2 separate regions of the Mus musculus genome follow, and region 1 is linked to region 2. The links are chromatin contacts, called in public Hi-C maps. All regions are on one chromosome and are shown on one strand. The core of a region is the stretch at or near the end of the contact, and the rest is flanking DNA. Distances in the headings are between cores, read along the strand shown.

What was found. Hi-C and Micro-C count contacts between places; a contact is called where the count stands out from the background.
Region 1: a Hi-C map of neural progenitor cells shows a contact between it and region 2, with 2.3 times the contacts expected there. The contact joins two enhancer-like sites. A contact is called at or near these places in 6 of 484 Hi-C or Micro-C datasets (embryonic stem cells, neural progenitor cells, stem cell-derived neural progenitor cells and 3 more) and 1 of 115 datasets of contacts at active chromatin or transcription factors (kidney).

Annotation. Positions count from the first base shown.
Region 1 is chr7:136,392,924-136,398,052 of GRCm38.p6, forward strand. No RefSeq gene overlaps it. Among named protein-coding and RNA genes, the nearest start is that of Gm29872, 5.1 kb to the left of the region's middle. Within about 2 kb of position 3,153, at least 16 of the 459 cell types and tissues checked have an H3K27ac peak or open chromatin away from gene starts, as enhancers often do. A contact at or near this core is called in neural progenitor cells and stem cell-derived neural stem cells, where this site is marked.
Region 2 is chr7:136,291,195-136,296,786 of GRCm38.p6, forward strand. The region is part of intron 3 of C030029H02Rik (RIKEN cDNA C030029H02 gene); the gene reads left to right. Among named protein-coding and RNA genes, the nearest start is that of C030029H02Rik, 26 kb to the left of the region's middle. Within about 2 kb of position 2,742, at least 19 of the 459 cell types and tissues checked have an H3K27ac peak or open chromatin away from gene starts, as enhancers often do. A contact at or near this core is called in neural progenitor cells and stem cell-derived neural stem cells, where this site is marked.

The DNA of each region.
Region 1 (5,129 bases), core at 1,903-4,402, 100 kb after region 2:
GCTTTGGTGCCAAGCAAGGGTGACGGCCACCATAATATCCTCACAGAGCATTTCCCAGAAGAATCTGGAGAAGCTACTCAGGATATTCACGGAGATCCGTTGGATGAATACCGACCTGGAAACTGTGTTCTATTGACCTGGAAGTGGACTACTGGGCTCTTAGGCTCCTGAAATCCAATCTATTGGCCTCTTCAACTTGAAGGCTCAGGCATTTAAGGAAAGGGTGCTGAAGAGACCTCAGTGACTTGGGTCTAAATGTCAATAGTTTTCCATGGACAATTCTGCCACTCGACTGACAGCTCAGAGGTAGAGATCCCATCCTCCTCCCAGGGGCATTGTTTCTGCCAGGCTAACACAAAAATGGTGCCAGAAAAACCATGTCATGCCTACAAAAGCACTGGGCGAGCCTTTCACTGTATAAGGCAAATGGCCCTTGATACCTGCTGCCCCCTCTGACAGAAAGCTGTGTGATAAGACAGTGCTTCCTTTCCAGGGAGTCACTTGGGTCTATACAGAGGAGGAGAGCCTGCCGGCCTACATTATACTCAGCTTTCTTCTGCACTACACGGCCAACTCGGGTGAGGTAATTAGCATCTGTCTGTATGCCTTGTGCCTTTTGAATTTCCATAATCCTAGGAGCAGGAGGTAAAAGTTCTGAAACCTTCCATGATGCCAGCATTGCCATGGGAACCCTTTTCCTGGGATTTTTCAGATGTACTCCCGGTCTCTAAGCAGCAGGTGCTCCAAACCAAATATTACAAGACTGCTCTATGCGGGAACAGAGGCTGAGGCTGCCAGGAAGTTAGGTCATCCCTAGAGAGCGACAGTTGAGGTAAAACCTAAGTAGACATTGTGCTCTCTGGCAGGTGACAGGACTCAGACTTTGTCACATGTTAATTAAGGAACTCAGGGCCAGCTTGCATGGAGATGAGATGTGAGCTTGCATTGCTGTATCACTGACCAAACCCGGCAAACCTCTTATTGGCTTTATCTGCAGCTCCTGCCACCCAGCTCAAGGTGTGCCGTGCCCGCTAGGGGTTTCTATGACTTTTTTGGTCTTGTCAACTTGACTAGATTTGGAATTGCTTGGGAGATACAACTCTTGAGTGTGTCTGTGAAGATGCTTCCAGAAAGGATTAACTGAGGAACGAATGGTACTAACACAGTTAGGGTAGGGGAGTCTTCTTTCCTCAGCGTCACCTTCTTGTGGGTTAGGAACCCGAATTAAATATAAAGGAAAATGGCAACCAACTAAGCATGAACATTCTCCTCTCCCTGACTTCTGAGTCCAGATGAAACTTCAACCCCTGTTGCCCTGCCTTCCCCATCATGATGGACTGAACCCTCAAACTGGGCCAATTAAACAATTTCTTCCTAAGTCTACTTCCTGTCAGGCATTTGGTCATAGCAACAAGATGAGCCACTGTCACCGCTCCCAGCTCTGTGACTCTTGACAGGTTGATGCTTTTGGATTGGCTCATACCTGATGTCCCTTCTGCTGGAGACCAGCACCCTGCTTCTTCTATAAAGAGAAGAACAAAGCACAGCTGATTCTGGGTCAGGCGAAGATCTCTTGTAGTTGAAGAAATTCAACTGGCCTGTGGTGCTGGTGTGGGATACCCTGCCACCAGGAAAAATATGTTTAGGAGAGATAATATAATTCTAGTCATTCATCAGATGTCAGAGGGAGAGCATGTGGCTCTTAGTTTTAGCTGATTTCATAGGAAGTCATTGCATTTGGATCTCCCACCCAGTTCCAATAGTGCTATGACTAGCATATACATGAGCAAAGGGGGGGGGGCTTTCCAGTCTTTGTAATGAACTTGAAAGAGGGCTGGCAGCCTTGCCAGCCTGCCTGCCTTCCTTCCTTCCTTCCTTCCTTCCTTCCTTCCTTCCTTCCTTCCTTCCTTTCTTTCTTCCTTTCTTCCTTCCATCTATCTATCTGTTTAGCTTCCTGCCTTCTTTTCTGCCCGACTGCCTCTTTGCCTGTCTTCCTGCCTCGCTGCCTCCCTGCCTTCCAAACAGTAAGGAAGCAGAAGTTTGCCAAAGACCAATGACAGCCACAGAAGCAGTACATATGTCCAGACTCCATCCCAAGCCTTTGATGCTGCCCAGTGTTGGTCTCTGGATGAATACTCATTCCGTCTGAGAAAAACAAAAAAAGAAAATAACAAAACAAAGCCAAAACAAACCACCAATCCAGCTCCTAGGTACCATGCATTATTGCTGAGAAAAGACTACAGACTTGAACTCGAAGCATCAGCATGCTGTTTACAAACTAGGGACTGAAGCTCTGAGGAGGCAAGCATGCCTGTCAGAACTTTAAGGTAGGCTTAGCAAGAGATCAAGAGAAAATATTCAAACTGTCCTACAGCCCACAGCCTGCAGCACAGAGCAGAGGGTAGGTAGCTCCTTTCCTGGAGAGAATGGGCAACTTTGACTGCCATGCCTCTAGAAGGGAAAGAGGGAAGAGAGTGGGATAGAGACAACCTGCCTAGGCTCAGTGTGGGTGGCCTCTGTGTCTCCTCTCTTCCAGAAAGTATACCACAAATGTCAGAGGACAACTTTCCGTATGTGAAAAACTTTTCTTTGAACAGTTTTTTTTTAAGCCTAGTTTCAGTGAAGGTTTGAAGGGATGACGAAGGCAAAGCAGGGAAGGATGGCAGGTTTAAATGAAGGCAAAACGTCCCACTGCCAGCCACATACTTATTTCAGCATATTTTCCTTGAATTTAAAGTGAACTTATACTATGGCCATACCCAACTAGGCAGTGAATGTCTATGGCTATTTGGAATTTGTTTCTGATATTTCAGCTTCTAAGTAGTTTGTCCATATTTAGGAACAAAACATTTGCATTTTAAAATTGATTTACAAATATAGACTCCTCCAAACTGGTTTAGAATTCCGACTCCTCCACTGGATCCAGATTAAAATAGAGACATCTGCCAGGAGCAATCAATTGAGATGGGTTTAAGGCTTGGCTTTGTTTTTGTTTCTGTTTCAAAGTACAGTGCAAACTGATCTTGGGCAAGATTCCCAGGCACAGCAATTGGGGTGAAAACACTGAATGCCCACCGAAGCCAGGTCCCAGCCTGCTGTCTGGATCTTGCCATGACCTCTCCATCTTCTACAATAGCTGCAGAGTCAGAGTCTGGTTCTATGCCCTGGCAGGCCTCCCTCAGCACTTAGGGCCCACGGAGGCTTCTATCCTGCCACCAGAGGCATTACCAAGCTGCCATGGGGACATCCAGTGGTCAGTCCTGTCATCTATGAAACCATTTCCAGCCCTATGATGGCTACCCTTGTCCACTTGCCTATGTCTGGCATTAACTAAAACCTAGGCAGCTGTATTGGGGTATTTTGTTCTTAATTAAATCATTTGAAGTGGGCAGAACCACTTTTAATCTGAACCTTTTGAGGTGGGAAGATCCACAACCTTCCATCTGGACCACTCCCTCTGCCGCAGCCTAAATAACGAACATGGAAGAAGAAAGCTTGATCTCTTTGCCTGCTTGTTCTCACTCTCACTAGCAATTCCGTTCCTTCACTGCACTAGAGCTTACTTCTTTGGAATTTAGGCACATACTGAAGACCAGCCGAGCCATCCAGCCACATGGGCTGAACAACTACTGGATTCTTGGAACTCCCATTGGTAGGCAGCCATTTTTGGACTAGCTGGACCACAGCCTGTAAGCCATTCTATTAACCTTCCTTTATACATATGTGTGTATACATACATACATACACACACATTCATGCATACAAACATATATACATACATACATGTATACATACATATATACATACACATACATGCATACAAACATATATATACACACATACATGCATAATGCATGCATATACACAGATACATGCATACATACATACATGTACACATAGGTCCATTCTATAAGTGCTGTCTCTGTAAAAAAAAAAAATCCTAATTAACACAATACCTCATCAGGCTGCTAACAGGATGAAAAAGTCTTATCTGGAGGCCAGACGTGTTTAATAGGGAGCTCTCAATAAGTCATCACGGTGAAAGTTGACCTTCCTGCTATTAATGTGGGTTGAGAATATTTCTGTGGACTTTGGCAGCAACTCAACCTCCTGCATTGAGATGGTGCAGTAGGAGAACTAAGTGGTAAGAAATCACCTTCAATAAAATGGAGCAAGCGGAGATGGGGCTAGGGGCAGCAGAAACCCATTTGTCTCTCCTCTTCCCAAGTAGTGTTCATCTCTCAAGCATTCTAAGTGGTTGGGCTATTATTACCAAGCAGGGAGAGGTAGAAGGGCCCTGGTCAATGAATGGCCATGTGACATGTCTGAAATGCTTTGAACATAGACTTTGGCCACTGTTGAGGTTAGAAGTAGCTGGGTGATACAGTGTTTTTGTCCTTGGGGAAAAGACGCCAGCCGGCTCCAGTTCCACCAATAGGAGTCTGAGTCCTCTAGTGGGCAGGCAACTTCCTACCAATGGTGGGTGGTTCTTCATGGGAAAGCTCTCCCAGTGCATTTTCCACACCAGGGACACCTAAGCCTCGGAAGTCTCAGAAACGTCAGGGGCTTCTCCTAGATGACACTCTAGATGCTCCTCATGGCTAACTCAGTGGTCTCTCTGGTTATGATGGCTCCTTCATGACCCCAAGCTGTGTCACAGAGGTGTCTGTCCATTCCCATGGCCCATCCATTCTGCCATGGCTCTTTTCCAGTGAGGTTACTCTAAGAAGCTGCTGCAGGCCTCCTGCTGCTCTGGGCCCTGCTTTTCCCACCCTGGAGTCTAACCATATTGAAAAAGCATTTTCTAAATGCATAATGGTTTAGACATAGTATGTCTTAGGCTCAAGCTGTAAAGTCTGCACAGATGGGGGTCTGGCCTGCCCCTCAACTCTGGCCCAGTTTCCTCAAGGAACTGATGAAGGCAAACACTGGATTTTGTATTTTGACAGCTGCCTGCACTTTCTCACATGGCTCTCACTGCCTGGGAGGCATGTGAGGCAGGCTATCCCCATTTCTCAGATAAGGAAGCAGAGGTTGAAGAAACATAAATGATTCGTGCTTGAGGGGATTCATCAGTAAGAATTAGTTCTGAGAGCCTCTGAGCTCCAACACAGCTCGTCCCACCCACA
Region 2 (5,592 bases), core at 1,492-3,991:
CCAACCCTCCATCTACCGGATCCTGAGCACAAAGCACTTTCAAGACCGTGGGAAACTCATGAATCATGAGAACAGGGCAGATCCAGGTTCCGAGGGACCTGAAGATTGTACAACTTGTGTGGCCTCGGAGAGGATAAAAATCACTGGTGGAGGGAGGGGCGGAATGTAGGCTGTGAGCTCCGAGGTTTAAGCTTCATTTGTTCCGTGGAGGCTAGCTTGGAATACTAAATTATGAAGTCTGACAAAAAGAACATATAAGAAAATGCTTGTGCAACAGAAAAGGGCGTGAGACAAAGACGCACATTAGGAGCTTTTGCTAACTGTCCTCACCTTGTTATGAATCATTAACTAAAACAGAAGCAACTTTTAAATGAAGCAAAGTCGGGCAAGACAAGAATGGGGAATTCAGAGAGAAAGGTGGGCAGAGAGAAGACATGGGGAGCTGGGTTTTAAAGATGCATAAGGCAAGCCTGGGGGCCAGTCACAGAACAGCAAGGGCTGAAAGAGAGATGGCTAGAGCAAGCTGAAGGTGGAGGGTGAGTGTATAGTGTCTAAGAGGATGTGGGAACAGGGCCACAGACAGTTCCTAATTAGATTCCAGAGGTCTGAGCTTTATCACAGTAAGGAGCCTGGCAGAGGGTTAGCCTGAGTGGGTCTTCATAGCTAACAAATTCTTAGACAGTGCAAGTCGAAATGTCCCTAGAGGTAGAGCTATTTGAAAGGACAGTGAAAATGAGAACTTGGTCCCTGGGGAAAGAAATATTTGAAGCAGACGAAATAAAACAATTCCAGATCAGGCAGGATTGATACCCCAGGCTAACCTAAGGAAGGCTTCAGGCCAGGAAGGGCTCTGAATATTTTGGGGGACAGTGGGATAGCGAGGTCTCAGGGATAGGGCCCTATGATAATGTAATCTGCTGCAGGTCCAGATCTAGGTGGGATATCTGACTTCCCCATGTCCAGAGCCTAGAGATATATATCGTTAAAGAAGTTAAAAATTTGGCACATCAAACTCTACAGGGGCAGAGAAGGCACTGGCCACCCCTCACAGAGGAAGCAATCCATCTATGCCATCCCGAGGTAACAATCAACTGGTGACTGAAGAGTCAGATAAAATAAAAATTCTTGCAACCAATGTATACGTGTACTGAATCTTGGGAGAGAAGTAGATTTTTCTACCCAGGAAGTTCTTACCTATGGAATGATGGTGGTCTCCTTTTATGTGTATGCATGTGGGAGTGTATTTCCGTGTGTGTGTGTGTGTGTGTGTGTGTGTGTGTGTGTGTGTGTGTGTGTGTTCATGGGCATTTATGTGTATTCAGGTGAGTGTGCAAAGATGTGCTTGTGCATGGAGGTCATAGGTCAATCCTGGGGGATATTCCTAAGGAGCAGCCTGCCATGGTTTTGAGACAGGATTTGCACTTGGAAATGGGGCTTGCTGATGTAGCTAGACTGGCTGGCTATGAAGCCCCGGTGAACCACCTGTCTCCATGTCCCCAGCTTTGGGCTTCTGAACATGCAACACCGGAGTTGGCTTTTTATGTAGGTGCTGGGGATTGAAGTGTGTTGTTCACGCTTGTGCAGTAAGGACAGCCCCACCCCTCCATTCTTCTTGTCTGTAAATCTAACAGGTTGCTAGATTCTTTTCTCTGCAGCTTTTTCCAAGTTTAAAAACCGAAGCTTTGGTAGAAAAACACTTGGCAAGTGCCCACACACCTGCACTCTGGCTTATGTCTGGATCACAGGAGCTATATACATGAGTCAGAAAATTACAAGAAGATGAGAAAAGTCTCATCTTCAGGGAAATAAATCCCCTCATCACTTATCCCCAATGAAATCTAATTATTTTGACTTTCCTGTAATCGTTTCTACTCAAGAAGTAAAAAATAGGAAAATAATTTAATTTTATTGGCAAAATTTACTAGATTAATACAACTAAGAATGTCACATAAAATGTTAGCATTAAATATTAAAATATATTAATAAAATGCTAGATTACTAAAGCCTAATATTTAATATAATGCATTAATTGGAAGAACTATGTCAGTTTAAATATTAAACATAAAATGGAAGTTGCCAGTGGGCTGTGCAGAGCGGGATAACAGCAATCGTCAGCTTGTGGCTCTGCTCAGTAAAGTCATGGAGGGGCCTTTCCAGCTGGTCCTACAGACACCGGTGGTATAGGCAAAAGCTTGAATCAAAAGTCTGTTTTCTAAGAAATGGAAAGAACTGAAGCCAGAAAGTCACAGAGAGGCCAGGCAGTGGGAAGCAGTGTTCACCTCTTTCTGTCTGCCACAGGGAGGAAGAGTTATAGAGCCCAAACAATGGAGTTTTGGGTCACAGAGAAAGACTTTAGAGAATTTGTAGTTCATCCACTACCTCACAAAAAGGGCAACGGAAAATCTACTACCCCTTGTTCTCTGCACCCTTTCAGCGCTCAGGCTAGACCCTCCCTTTACCACACCTTGGAGGGAATCCAAGGGCAAGGGAGAGCAAGGCAGAAGCCAAGAATTGCAACTCCAAGGTCAGAGAGCCTTTGCTGGAGAACTGCATGTGAGACCTAGCTAGAAAAGGCCCCATCCCCACCCCTGCACACAATCCCTGCCCCTCCGAGGTCCAGAGTGCTGGCCCTCACTACTTATGAATACCAAGAGGGCTGCACATGCTTATACCAACCCTGGGGCCAGTTGCTATTCTTGCAGGAGAGCAGTGTATGAAAGCAGCCTGTAGAGGAAAGAGTCCTGGGGAAACAGATGAGTCTCCTTAGGCTGCTGAGTCATGGAGCCGGTGGCTCCTCTAACTATCGTAGTCCTGTTAGAAGCTGTTTGGCACAGAACCAGCTTCTGTGTACCCTGCCCTTTCTTTGGTGCTGGCCCTGTCCTGGTGCCCAGTGGTGAAGGGACAGGCCTTTCCTGCTCGTTCTGAAATCCCAGCTGGAAAAATGTGGGTCTCAACTGGTTGCATAGACCACTTTGCTCTGCGCTTTTTTCCTGTTACCCGTGGGTGTATAGGCGATATTGTGTCTTTGTGGAAAATACACACATACTCTATACTTATGCACACAGGTGGACACAAACAAATACGCCGCACATATATGCACAAATACACATGAATACACACATACACGCACAAGCACAGACAGGCCTATGTATACCACGTATACACACCTACACATAAACACACACTTACAAACATATATACACACCATACATATATGCAGGTACACACATAAACACACACACTCAAACATTCACACATACCAGCAGACACACACACATTACACATGAATATACATGCACACATATACACATACATACAAATGTGCATTCATGCATATACATGCACATACACACACACTAGAGATGCACACATAAACACACATTCAGACAGGCCGAGCATATGGTCAATACAGATGCAGAGTAGCTGTTCTCCACCTCCACCCTAGGTGGCGCTGGATGGTATTCAGCGATGTTTGGTCTGCTCAGACTGGATTTGTACTGGCACCCAGTGGGTGGAGGCCAGAAATGGCCTCAAGCATCTAATAAGGCACAAGACAGCTCTGCACAAACATTCTTCAGCCCCTACCCCAACGGCAAAAACCTCCAGGGCTAAGAATCTTGGTTTCTATGTGTAAACACTTTTAAAAAATATTTTTAAAACACTCATTTTGAATCCTCAAAGCTGGTAAGATGTGAATGTGAAATAGAATTGCCCAGGCTTGCTTACAATGTAGCCCAGGTTGGCCTCCAAGTCATGAACTTCCTGCCTCAGCCTTCTATGTGCTGGAATTATATGTGTGATCTACCATGCTAAGCAGGATGACTGAATTTTAATATAAAAAATTAGGACTCTAGCATTGGTCTACTAGAGCTTCTGTCTCCTAGAAGTCTTACGATCATTTATTTTCTCAATTTCTAGAGGCTGCAAGACTACAATCAAAAGTATATTATCTGTACTTCCCCTCCTCCCGTGTACAGATGATGTATCCTTACTCTTTCCTGTGTCTTAACAAGGGCTTTGTGGTGTGTGTGTGCATGAGCATACATGTATATTAGCATTTGACGACTACAATGTTCTGTAATAGTAAATCCTACTGGTGATTGGATTAGAACTACTTTAATGGCTTCATTTTTCTTTATTTACTTCTCTAAAAACCTTCTCTTCAAACATAGTCACACTCAGGGGTACTGAAAGCAAGGACTTCACATCATGGATTGTGGAAGAACAGCACATTGTCCATAATAGTAAGTGACATTAGGAGAATAAATAATAGAAGGGAAAACTCAGATTAGGAGGCTTGGCTATAGTGGCTACTCAATGATGAGCAAAGGTGATGGGTAGGTGGGAGAAGGGATATGGATATGGAGAATAATGGGCAAATACAGAGAAGGATGGGAAGTGGAGGGAGAAATGAATACAGGGACAGAGGAATAAGGGTGCATAGAGAAAAGGAGGGATGAGCAGAGGAGGGGAGTGGGAGACAAGGAAATGATTGGAGGGAGGGATTGGTGAAGGGAAGAATGGATAGAGAGATAGTGAGAAAGATAAACATGGAGGGATGAAAGAAGCAGATAAAGGGAGGAGTGGGTAACAAGAGGGAGAGAAAGTCAGACAGGAAATGATGCAAAGAGGAACTGAGGAGAGGATTGTGGAGAGAGGTGAAGGGATGTATGTATGTATTGATGGATGGATAGATGGAAGATGGATGGATGATGCATGGATGGATAGATGGATAGATGTATGTATGGGTGGGTGGATGGATGGATGGATGGATGGATGGATGGATGGATGAATGAATGAACGAATGGGTAGATGTATGGATGGGTAGATGGATGGAAGGATGGATGGGTGGATGAATGGATGGATGGATGGATGGATGGATGGATGGAGGAAGGTATAGAACATTTGCTGTGGGGATAAGAAATGTAAGGCAAAGGGATGTTACAACCAGTAAAGTGCTGTGCAAAGATCCTCAAGACACTGGTCCACGAAGAAGTGATAGACTAGGATATCTTTATCACTTAGACATGATGAGGCCAAGACTACCTCTGTGTACTTTTTCCTGTGTGTACATGTGTATGTACAATCTTTCAAAGGAGATGCCATGCAAAGCACAAGTGCGTCAAACATTTTCCGAAGGTCACTGCTCTACAAATGATGCACCAACAACAACCCTCAATCCTCAAATACACTGGAACCATTTCCCTGAGGAAAACACCAATATGGTGAAGCAGAATTCAGGTCGGCTGGCAGCTCTCCTGGGAGCTGGCACGCTTGGCTTGTATTCAGCTCACCTTGTCCTCCCTAGTGCAGGCTGTGACTGAGTTCTGAAGCGGGAAGGCAAGGAGCACTCCATGGCAACTGATCTAAGTGACTGAGCTCCCAAGCGACCACAGGAGAGACCTGAAAAGTGAAGAACACCAATAGGCCTTAGAACTCAAAATAGATTAATAGAAAAACTTGCCCTGAGTTTTTCAAAGGTATATTTTTTAAAGATGAATTTTAAGAAGATTTATTTTTAAGAAGCATATTGACATGTCAGTGACTGAACAAACACTTCAGGTGACAGGCTCAGTACGCTTACAGCTTGAA